Regions from separate parts of the Zea mays genome. Here region 1 is linked to region 2. Evidence: chromatin contacts called from public Hi-C data. All regions are on one chromosome and are shown on one strand. Each heading gives the region's core, a stretch centred on a gene start, on an enhancer-like site or on the middle of the called end of the contact. The rest is flanking DNA. Distances are from core to core; before and after follow the strand shown. Region 1 holds the start of LOC100278854. Region 2 holds the start of LOC107275245 (50S ribosomal protein L7/L12, chloroplastic-like).

Region 1 (4,755 bases), core at 2,161-4,660, 430 kb after region 2:
CTTAGCTGTAACATGTGGGTTGTGCCACGTTGCAAAGGACACGATCATCTCCGTATGGAGCCGTAAAAAGAACACACATGCACGTATGGTTTTGATAAATCTTGATAAACTTAAATTAAATATCTAGATTATAAAATCTACCTAATAATCCTTATCGTTTGTTTGTTTTAAAATAGATTATAGAATCTCGACGGTAAATAAATATGGCCATAGTTGTGGCTTCCACGCATGTTACAAGAGACACGATTTCCGCATGGTTCCCACGTGTCGATCATCGCTGCATATCAGTCATTAGCGGTACGGGCTAAACTATGACGCAAAAGATTCTTGTGACTGTTGACCTAGGGAAACTTTGCGTGGTGGGTGTGTATGGAACGGAAGCACGCCGTGCTGCCATGCATGGCGAGCGGATACAAGTATACAACCACTATCGGAATTTGGCTCTTTGCCGAGTGCCATATTCTTTGCCGAGTGTTTTTTTTCGGGCACTCGGCAAAGAAGCTTTTTACCGAGTGTCACGCAAAAAACACTCGGTAAAATAAAACACTCGGCAAAGAAGCTCTTTGCCGAGTGTTTTATTTTTGACACTCGGCAAAGAGTTTCTTTGCCGAGTGTCTTTTTTTGACACTCGGCAAAGGGCTCTTGCCGAGTGCCACAAATACAACACTCGGCAAAGAGCTCTTTGCCGAGTGTTTTTTCTCCAACACTAGGCAAAGACAATTTAAAAATCACATTTTAAAGTAGTAAATTAATTCAAATGAAAAAGTTTTCAACTACAAATTTGTATAACTCATCATGATGTACAATTTATATATTAAACATTTCTTCATATGACAAAATAAAAATAAATTTGTTCATAAAACATATATCTCTCGAGAGTTTATGAAATTAGAAGAGAGACGTATAAAATTGTGCATATTGTTAGAACCATCATGTGAGATCAACAAATGACCAAACAACCAAAATAAACTTTATAGATCTTGAGAAGTTATAGAAGTTTATAGTTGACAACTTTTTCATTTGAAGTCATATTGTCAACGAAAACTACATCTGAATTTAAAAATTTAAAAATTTGAATTTTGAAAACGACTTCGAAAGAAAAAACCACCAACATGAAAGTTGTAGGTATTGAAGAGTTATGAAACTTTGTAGTTGACAATGTTTTGGTTTGAAATCATCTTGTTATGCAAAACTATGTTTGAATTTTGAAATTTGAATTTTTCAAACTGTCTCGGATGGAAAAAACACCAAAATAAAAGTTGTAGGTCTTAAAATTTAATGAAACTTTGTAGTTGACAATTTTTTGATTTGAAATCATCTTATCATTGAAAAATTTGTGTGAAGTTTTCAAATTTAAAATCCAAATTTTGTAAACGGTCTCGGATGTAAAAACTATTAAAATAAAACTTGTAGATCTTAAAAAGTTATGCAACTTTATAGTTGGTCACATTTTTAAATGAACTCATTTAGTGTCTTAAATAATCAAATTACTCTCGATTTGTTATAGTACATGGGGAATGAAAACGTAATATAGACATAATTGATGTAGTAGTGTAGTGGTATAGGAGGGTATGCGCGAGAGAGAGGTTACGAGTTCGAATCTCACCATTTGCAAAGTATCTAAATTTGATTCAAAATAATAGTGAAAAATGATAGGGCAACGTATCTAAATTTGATTCAAAATAATAGTGAAAAATGATAGGGCAACGGATAAGGTAATAGGTAGGATTGGAGAGTTGTTCCTAGAATTTAAAAAAATGTTTTGCTGTTTTTTTTAATTTTTTTCGATTCTTAATTTGCCGAGTGTTTTTATTTGCCGAGTGCTTTTTGACACTCGGCAAAGTCTTTGCCGAGTGTCCGAAAAAAAACACTCTGTAAAGAACCCTTTGCCGATGAAATTTTTGCCGAGTGTTCTTTGCCGAGTGTAAAATAGCTTTTGCCGAGTGTCTTAAACACTCGGCAAAGAACGCGATTCCGGCAGTGAACGGGGAGCCTACCACGTCACGGAGGTCGTGGGCACCGCCCGCTGGATCGGCGTCGGCGGCAGCGGCACAATGGCGCAAGCAGGAAGGGATAGGATGGTCTGCCCTGACACCGCTCTTGGCCCACGCCGTACCCTTCCAACGCGTAGCCTAGACGTCGACAAGAGAGGTGACTACCCAAATTTGGAGGACTTCCAATGCCACCGTCGGGAACAAAATTTGCTGCATACCGGCTCCAGTGCTCCACCTTCTCTCTCGTGTATACCTTCCTCGGGTGGAAGACAGGTATCATTGACCTGGGGCTGGTCGGGTCGCTCCAACAATTAGAGATACTTATTTGGAATTATAATATATTTATATTATATAATCTAACTTATTTTAAATTAACACTTAGTTCTGGATAGATTATAATCCTAAACAGATGGATCCTAGTTGATGTCTATATGAGATCCAAATAATTTCAATCTATATACATAATGTAGAGAATAAATCTAGAAATAATTTCATTTTTTTCTAAGCTAAAATATATTTAGTGTATAATATAAATTTAAACGGTTTTAATAATTTTTCTAATCTAAATAATAAACAAAATGACTTATCTAAATACCTACTAAAAGTTTGCAACTTCAGTTTTAGATTTTTTAAGCTCCTAATAATCTGTTTCATTAACTTCATTAAATTTTGTTAAGCTGAAATAGTCCCAAACAAGGCCTTAGAATGTTAAACAATATTTTGATTCTTAAATTTCTTTTTTTAAGAAATAAATAAATGAGAGCTTTTTGAAGATTTATTTCTATAACCTTTTTTTTTGGCAAAGTCTATTTATACTTCCCTAACCTAAAGAAGGAAAGCAACTAATTTTAATAATTAAAAGAGCCAACACATTCGAAGTGGTAAATCAGACCATAATAATAGTTTGGAAAAGTTAAAATGAAATTTTCCAATAAATTACCATTATTCACTCACTCGTGTGAAAAAACTAGTATAGTACAATACCTTTGCTTGCAAACAAGTCATAAATTGTAGGCGGTAAAAATATTTACCACCAGCGCGGTTGATTCTTATCAAACTTGCTCTTAGGGCATGTACAGTGGTGTTTAATGTGGAGGCTCTTAAGGTGTTTAAGGGGGTTATTTACAAAAAAATCTTAGAGCCGTCTCTCCGTGAAGAGACGTCTCTGGCTCGTAAACCAAGTAGCAACAGACGCTTCACTTCCCACTGTACGAATTTGTCGTCTGTTCTATCGATCTGATACTATACAAATACATTTAATTCTATATTTATTAATAGACTACGTTTATAGACACTCCACTGTATAATAGAGTCTCTTAGTTGTCTCCTGTGATTGGAGAACCGTTTTGGTGTCTCTCCACTGTACATGCCCTTACTTTCGCTTGATCCGCTTTGTCCCCCCCTAATCCGTGAGTTGGGCCTTCGGGTTCGGCTTCCATGGCGCGGGCGCGAGGCCGGCTACGCCGTTGCTGCTTTGTTCGTGAGTCGTGAATCTGGATCAAGGCGATTCGAAAAAAAAAAGAATCTGGATCAAGGCATCAAGCTCAGGTTCTCCCGTTCTTGCTGTCCAGACCAGAGATATTGCTCACTGACTTCGGCCTCGGCGTTTGAAGCCGCCACCGGTGGGGTGACGCCGATGGCTTGGAGGATACCTACGGCGGCGGCGGCGGCGTGCAGCAGGTTAGCGAGCGTGAGCCGAATGCCTGGAGCCGTTCGTCGCGAAACGAGCTGAAGCTAGTCGTCTCGACTCCCACGTCCTAGCAAGCGGTTGTCGGCCGTCGGTCGTCGGATCAAGAATGAGTCCACGCGTCAGTAATCTGCTAGTATGCACGGGAGGGAGTTTGGGTTGGGGACCGGATCCACCAATTTTTCTTCCGGCGATGGGAAAACGAAAGAGACCTGCATCTGATTCCATTCTGGAAGCACCCCACTCCAATCCACTCTACATGTCCCACGCTCAGACCCGGGTCCCTCACCGCCGTCTCTCGCGCTCCGGTAACCGCCTCCACCTCCGCACCTGACCCCTCCGCCTCCGCCTCCTTGAAAATTCCTTTTGCTGCTCCAACCTGCGAAGCTAGTTCACTGTACTCTTGCTTGCTTATAACGTAGCGTGCGGTGGACGGGGTTTGCCAGCGACTTCAAGAAAGGTTTGCCCCAGCGCCGTTTCCTGAATCCCCGCGTTTAGCTGCAGGCTATATAGCCATGATTTGCTTGAATTCTCGTTACAAATCATGGCACCTCTTCTAATTCGTATTCCGCTCATCTAGGCTGCTACGTTTTGCCATCATAAGGGTCGTTAGGAGATGGTAGAATTGAGGCTTCCTATGTTCAGTATACAATAATACGGCCCTGTTGTTTCCATGAACGCTTGCTACCTCGTCCAGAAGTCCCTGGAACAGTAGTTTGGACCTTTGAATCCAGTTCCTCAATAGATTGCCCCATGTTTGAAGAGATGAGTCATATTCAGTAATCAGTATTCAGTACCCACTAAATTTTCCAACGAGTTTAAATATCTTTTATCCATTCACAGGTAGATATAATTTGATGGGAAGATGAATGGTGCAGAGGAGGAGGAGCCGCCTCACGTCAGCAGCATGCCCAAGACACAAGACGGTGTTACCAAGCCCAGTCTAGGGAAAGAGCCCATCCCAGGGAGCGAGCTCTGGACGGATGGGCTCATCTGTGCTTTTGAGCTGGTCAAGAGTCACAGGAAGCCTGTTCAGCACAAATCATGGCTGGCAACTGAGCAGATACAGGAGAA
Region 2 (4,581 bases), core at 81-2,580:
TCCACTAACCTTCCATGGAGAGTGCGGGTGAGAAGTTTCCATCGACGGCATCATCGGGTATGCGCCTATAAAATGTCAAGTGTGTACCATGTTAAAATAGGACCTATATTTAAGTCCTAAAAATTAAAATAGGACCTAATTTAAAATGTTTAGAACCAAAAAAACATTAACAACTCCAATAGTTAAATACTATACCATGTTATTAGGAAATAAATCATATTATTTAGAAAATAAAAGATTATGATTATTGCACTAAATGAGGATAGTGCTCCAGTATACGAGGGGTCCTATGTTTAGAACCTAAGGCATCGGGTCCTATAATTGTTTGATGATTTTTTGTGAAACATGACCTCTGCTGGAGCAGGTTTTGGTGTTGGGGTCTTATATTTCAAAATTTTGACCAAGAAAAATAGGACCCCATTTAAGACTCTTGTTGGAGATGCTCTAAAGAGTATTAATTAGTGCGAATAAGGACTATATTACCCCTATTAATTAGGGGTTGCCCGGTGCACATAGAAAGTGGGGAGGACAATGGAGTTAAAATCATACCTTAGTCCCTTTTAGTTACCCCTTAATGACTAAAGAATTAAAGTTTAGTCACCTCTACTTTGAACCCTATTTGTTTTTTCAGAACTAAAATTGACTAGTTACTCCAAACCAAACAGGCCTTAGAGAGTGTTTGGTTTATAGGGACTAATTTTTAGTCCCTTTATTTTATTTCATTTTAGTCCCTAAATGGTTAAATATAAAAACTAAAACTCTAATTTAATTTTCGTATTTGATAATTTAGGGAGATAATGTAGAGAGTAAAATTAGATAAAATGGAGGTACTAAAAATTATAAACTAAACACCTTTTAGTCTATCTCGCCACGTGAAAAGTCATGCAAATGCAAAAATATCGCTCGCACGACGTTATATCATAATGCATGTGTCTACAATAGATCATACATCTCACAGGGGACAAAATACTCGTGAGAAGAGGGGCTATGTAAATTTGTACACTCTCTTTACAAGAGGCAAAATACATATAAGAGAGGTTATGTAAATTTATACACCCTCTCTCCTTCAATATATAATTTAATCGGGTAATGGAGAATAAGTATTGTTTATTGAGATGGTATTGTTTAGGTGTTGGAGAAACACAGTTTTATATGTTAATACTACACTCATACACTGCTCACTATGCAACTATTCTATTGTTTGAGATAGCTTTTATAAATCCGAAGATACAATTGCAATTAGAAGGAAAGCCCAGGGGTTAGCCACTCACACCGTTCGTTTCGTATATCTGTCTCCCTCTCCCCATCTTATCACAACGGCACTCCATCGCCTCATCTTATCCGCCGGCCTCCTCACGCCGTCGCTGCTGCCTGCTCACTCCCCACTCCCGACTCCCCGACGCACGAGCTCCCAGGAGTTAGCCATGGCCTCCACCACCCTCTCCTCCGCCTTCAGCCTCCTCTCCCGCCCCTCCACCTCCCCGTGCCCCGCCGTCTCGCTCCCGAGGTCCTCCTTCCCCGTGCCTGACAGCCGCCGGAGACGCCGCGCCGTCACCGTCGCGTCCACCGCCACCGAGTCCCCCAAGGTCTTGGAGCTCGGGGACACCATTGCCGGGCTCACTCTCGAGGAGGCCCGCAACCTTGTTGACCACCTCCAGGAGCGGCTCGGCGTCACAGCTGCGGCCTTCGCGCCGGCCGCCGTCGTCGCAGCGCCTGGGGCGGGCGGCGGGGCCGCGGCCGAGGAGGAGGCCCCCGTTGAGAAGACGGAGTTCGACGTAGTAATTGAAGAGGTGCCCAGCAGCGCGCGTATCGCCACTATCAAGGTGGTGCGCGTGCTCACCAGCCTCGCGCTCAAGGAGGCCAAGGACCTTATCGAGGGCCTTCCCAAGAAGCTTAAGGAGGCCGTCAGCAAGGACGAGGCCGAGGATGCCAAGAAGCAGCTCGAGGAGGTCGGCGCCAAGGTGTCTATCGTGTGACACTAGGTATACTGACTCCTTTTTTTTTTCTTCTTTTTTTTTTAAATTTCTTTCTTTGATCTTTGCCTCCCAATCTTTTGTGTATCCCCATTGTCGTTTATAAGGAATTGCTGTTTGATGATATGAATTCAGTGTGAATGTGACATGCTTAAAACTGGTAATGTAGATTTGCCTTGTTGGCACTATCATTACTTCATGACGGTGAACAATAGGGCATTTTGCTTTCCTTATTCTGTTGCTTGCAATTGCTAGTAGCCTTTGTAGTGGGTTGCATTGTATTCGTTATTATTCGTTACAAATGTCATCTAAAAAATTGTCTGTAAGAAAGGTACTACAAACGTTTTCTATTTGATTATACTTTCATTTAATGTGTATTCTTCCTTTTATAATTTGTTTCCATACATTTAGCATCTAAGAGATCAAAACTGTTTTCTCTCGTATCTAATAAACAGAATACCCCGCCGCGTCGTACGCTGGTCTGGCTGAGGCCACGCGCCCACGCCTTCTGTTGGTCTGTGCAAAAGCCGTTTGGTCTCTATTTGCATGCCGATGCCGTCGCGTTAGCTGTTCAACCTCGGTTCGGAAAGATAACAGAATACCCCGACCCTTGCGCGTTGCGGACTTGCGCCTACCCTATATAATAAACCGATCTACGCTGTGCCTCCATCAAATAAACACTTGCATCTACGTATTGTTAGCTAGCTGGCTCTCGACAAGACAAGGTGATCAAGGGACGACGACTACAGCGCGCGCAAGCCGTCCGTGTCCTCTCCTCCCTGCCGGCGCCGGCGCAATGACGTTCGCGTACGACACGGACGTCGTCATGGACGACGGCACCATCATCAAAACTACCGTCACCAACTCCGGCGACGCCACCAAGCTCTTCCTCCGCGAGGTGCGCCAGACCAGAAAGCCCCTGATCGTGGGTCTGGACACCGAGTGGCGCGTCATTCGCCGACAGGGCCGGCGCCCGCGCAACCGGATGGCCGTGCTGCAGCTCTGCGTGGGCCACCGCTGTCTGGTCTTCCAGATAGTCGCGGCCGACTATGTCCCGGCCGCGCTGAAAGCCTTCCTCGCCAGCCCGCAGCACCGCTTCGTCGGCGTCGTGGTCGACGTCGACGTAGAGCGCTTGCGCTGCGACTGCAACATTGTGGTCAATAACACTGTAGACCTGAGGTATGCCGCGGCCGACGTGCTCGGCCGGCCGCACCTCAGGACGGCGGGGCTCAAGATCCTCGCCCGCGAGGTGATGGGAGTGGAAATAGAGAAGCCGAAGCACCTGACCTGTAGCGAGTGGGACAGACCTCTGTCGCAGGCGCAGGTCCGCTACGCTGCCATTGACGCCTTCGTGTCATACGAGGTTGGCCGGCTGGTGCTCACCAGGGAGCACGCGCAAGATGCGGCCTTCACCGGTGCAATGACGATATTGCCGTCGCAGTTGCCGTAAATGTGCATAGTTTTACTTAGTTAGTGTAGGGATTGTTTACATGGTGTATCTCGCACATTTATTCATTGGTTTAAAGAAAATTTGGATTCTTATGTTTTTTTTATTTTGTATCTGTACATTGGTCCTCCACACAAGTTCTTCGCCTCGACCGTTAAAGCTGATAATGATCTGGGCTTCAACCCGGTTTATGCGGAATTTGTTTCTGTTTTGGGCTAATCCAGTTTGGTTTGTTAGAGCAACTCCAGCAGTTGTCTAAAAGACTTCCTAAATCAATAATTTAGCTAGTTAATATAAAAACTCATCTCCAACAGTTATCTAAATAAACTTTCTAAATTTAACAACTCATTATCTTAGAGCAACTCCAATAGTTATGTAATTTTTAGCTCTCTAAATCACAGATTTAAGAAGTTGCTAAATAACTTTAGGAGTAAAAAAATGTGAGTTCTCCAATAGTTCTCTAAATATAGGTTGTAGTTTTGTTTTTGTATCTATCCACATAAAAAAATAAAGTCACAAATGTCATTAATTACCTTCATTATCTATATAATGCAGTAAACATTTTTTTAGAGAGTTGCTAAATGGTTGCCAAATGTAGAGAGGAAATAAAGTTAGATGAGAAGTTGTTAAATTTAGAAAGTTTATTTAGAGAACTGTTGGAGATGAATTTTTGTGTTAACTCCTTAAATTGTTGATTTAGGAAGTCTATTAGAGAATTACTGGAGTTGCTCTACTCATTTTCTCTCTACATTTGGCAACCATTTAGCAACTCCCTAAACAAAAATGTTGACTGCGTTATGTAGTTAATGAAGGTAATTGATGACATTTGTGACTTATTTTTTTGATGTGGATAGATACAAAACAAAATTACAACATATATTTAGAGAACTATTGGAGAACTCACATTTTTTTACTCCTAAAGTTGTTTAGCAACTTCTTAAATATATGATTTAGAGAGCTAAAATTTATATAACTATTGGAGTTGCTCTTAGGGCTAGTGTATAAAATAGATTAGTCTGGCGGCATGCTCTAGCGGCGGCGAGGGACACAAGAGAACGGCCGGGAAAGGTAGCGAAGTACACCTTACAAGAGAACGGCCGGGAAAGGTAGCGAAGTACACCTTTGTCCACCATGGATAATCAAGAAAGTAGCCATGAAGGA

What was found. Hi-C and Micro-C count contacts between places; a contact is called where the count stands out from the background.
Region 1: a Hi-C map of ear shows a contact between it and region 2, with 2.2 times the contacts expected there. The contact joins the promoter of LOC100278854 here to the promoter of LOC107275245 in region 2. A contact is called at or near these places in 3 of 25 Hi-C or Micro-C datasets (ear, leaf mesophyll and tassel).

Annotation. Positions count from the first base shown.
Region 1 is chr8:152,786,106-152,790,860 of Zm-B73-REFERENCE-NAM-5.0, forward strand. LOC100278854 reads left to right here and starts at 3,411. Exons shown (of 8, transcript NM_001151993.1): 1 at 3,411-3,674; 2 at 4,525-4,755. The coding sequence starts at 4,547.
Region 2 is chr8:152,357,302-152,361,882 of Zm-B73-REFERENCE-NAM-5.0, forward strand. It overlaps LOC107275245 (50S ribosomal protein L7/L12, chloroplastic-like), which reads left to right and starts at 1,331. Exons shown (of 1, transcript NM_001320551.1): 1 at 1,331-2,096. The coding sequence starts at 1,425. The coding sequence ends at 1,976. It overlaps LOC100280337, which reads left to right and starts at 2,642. Exons shown (of 1, transcript NM_001320549.1): 1 at 2,642-3,525. The coding sequence starts at 2,770. The coding sequence ends at 3,423.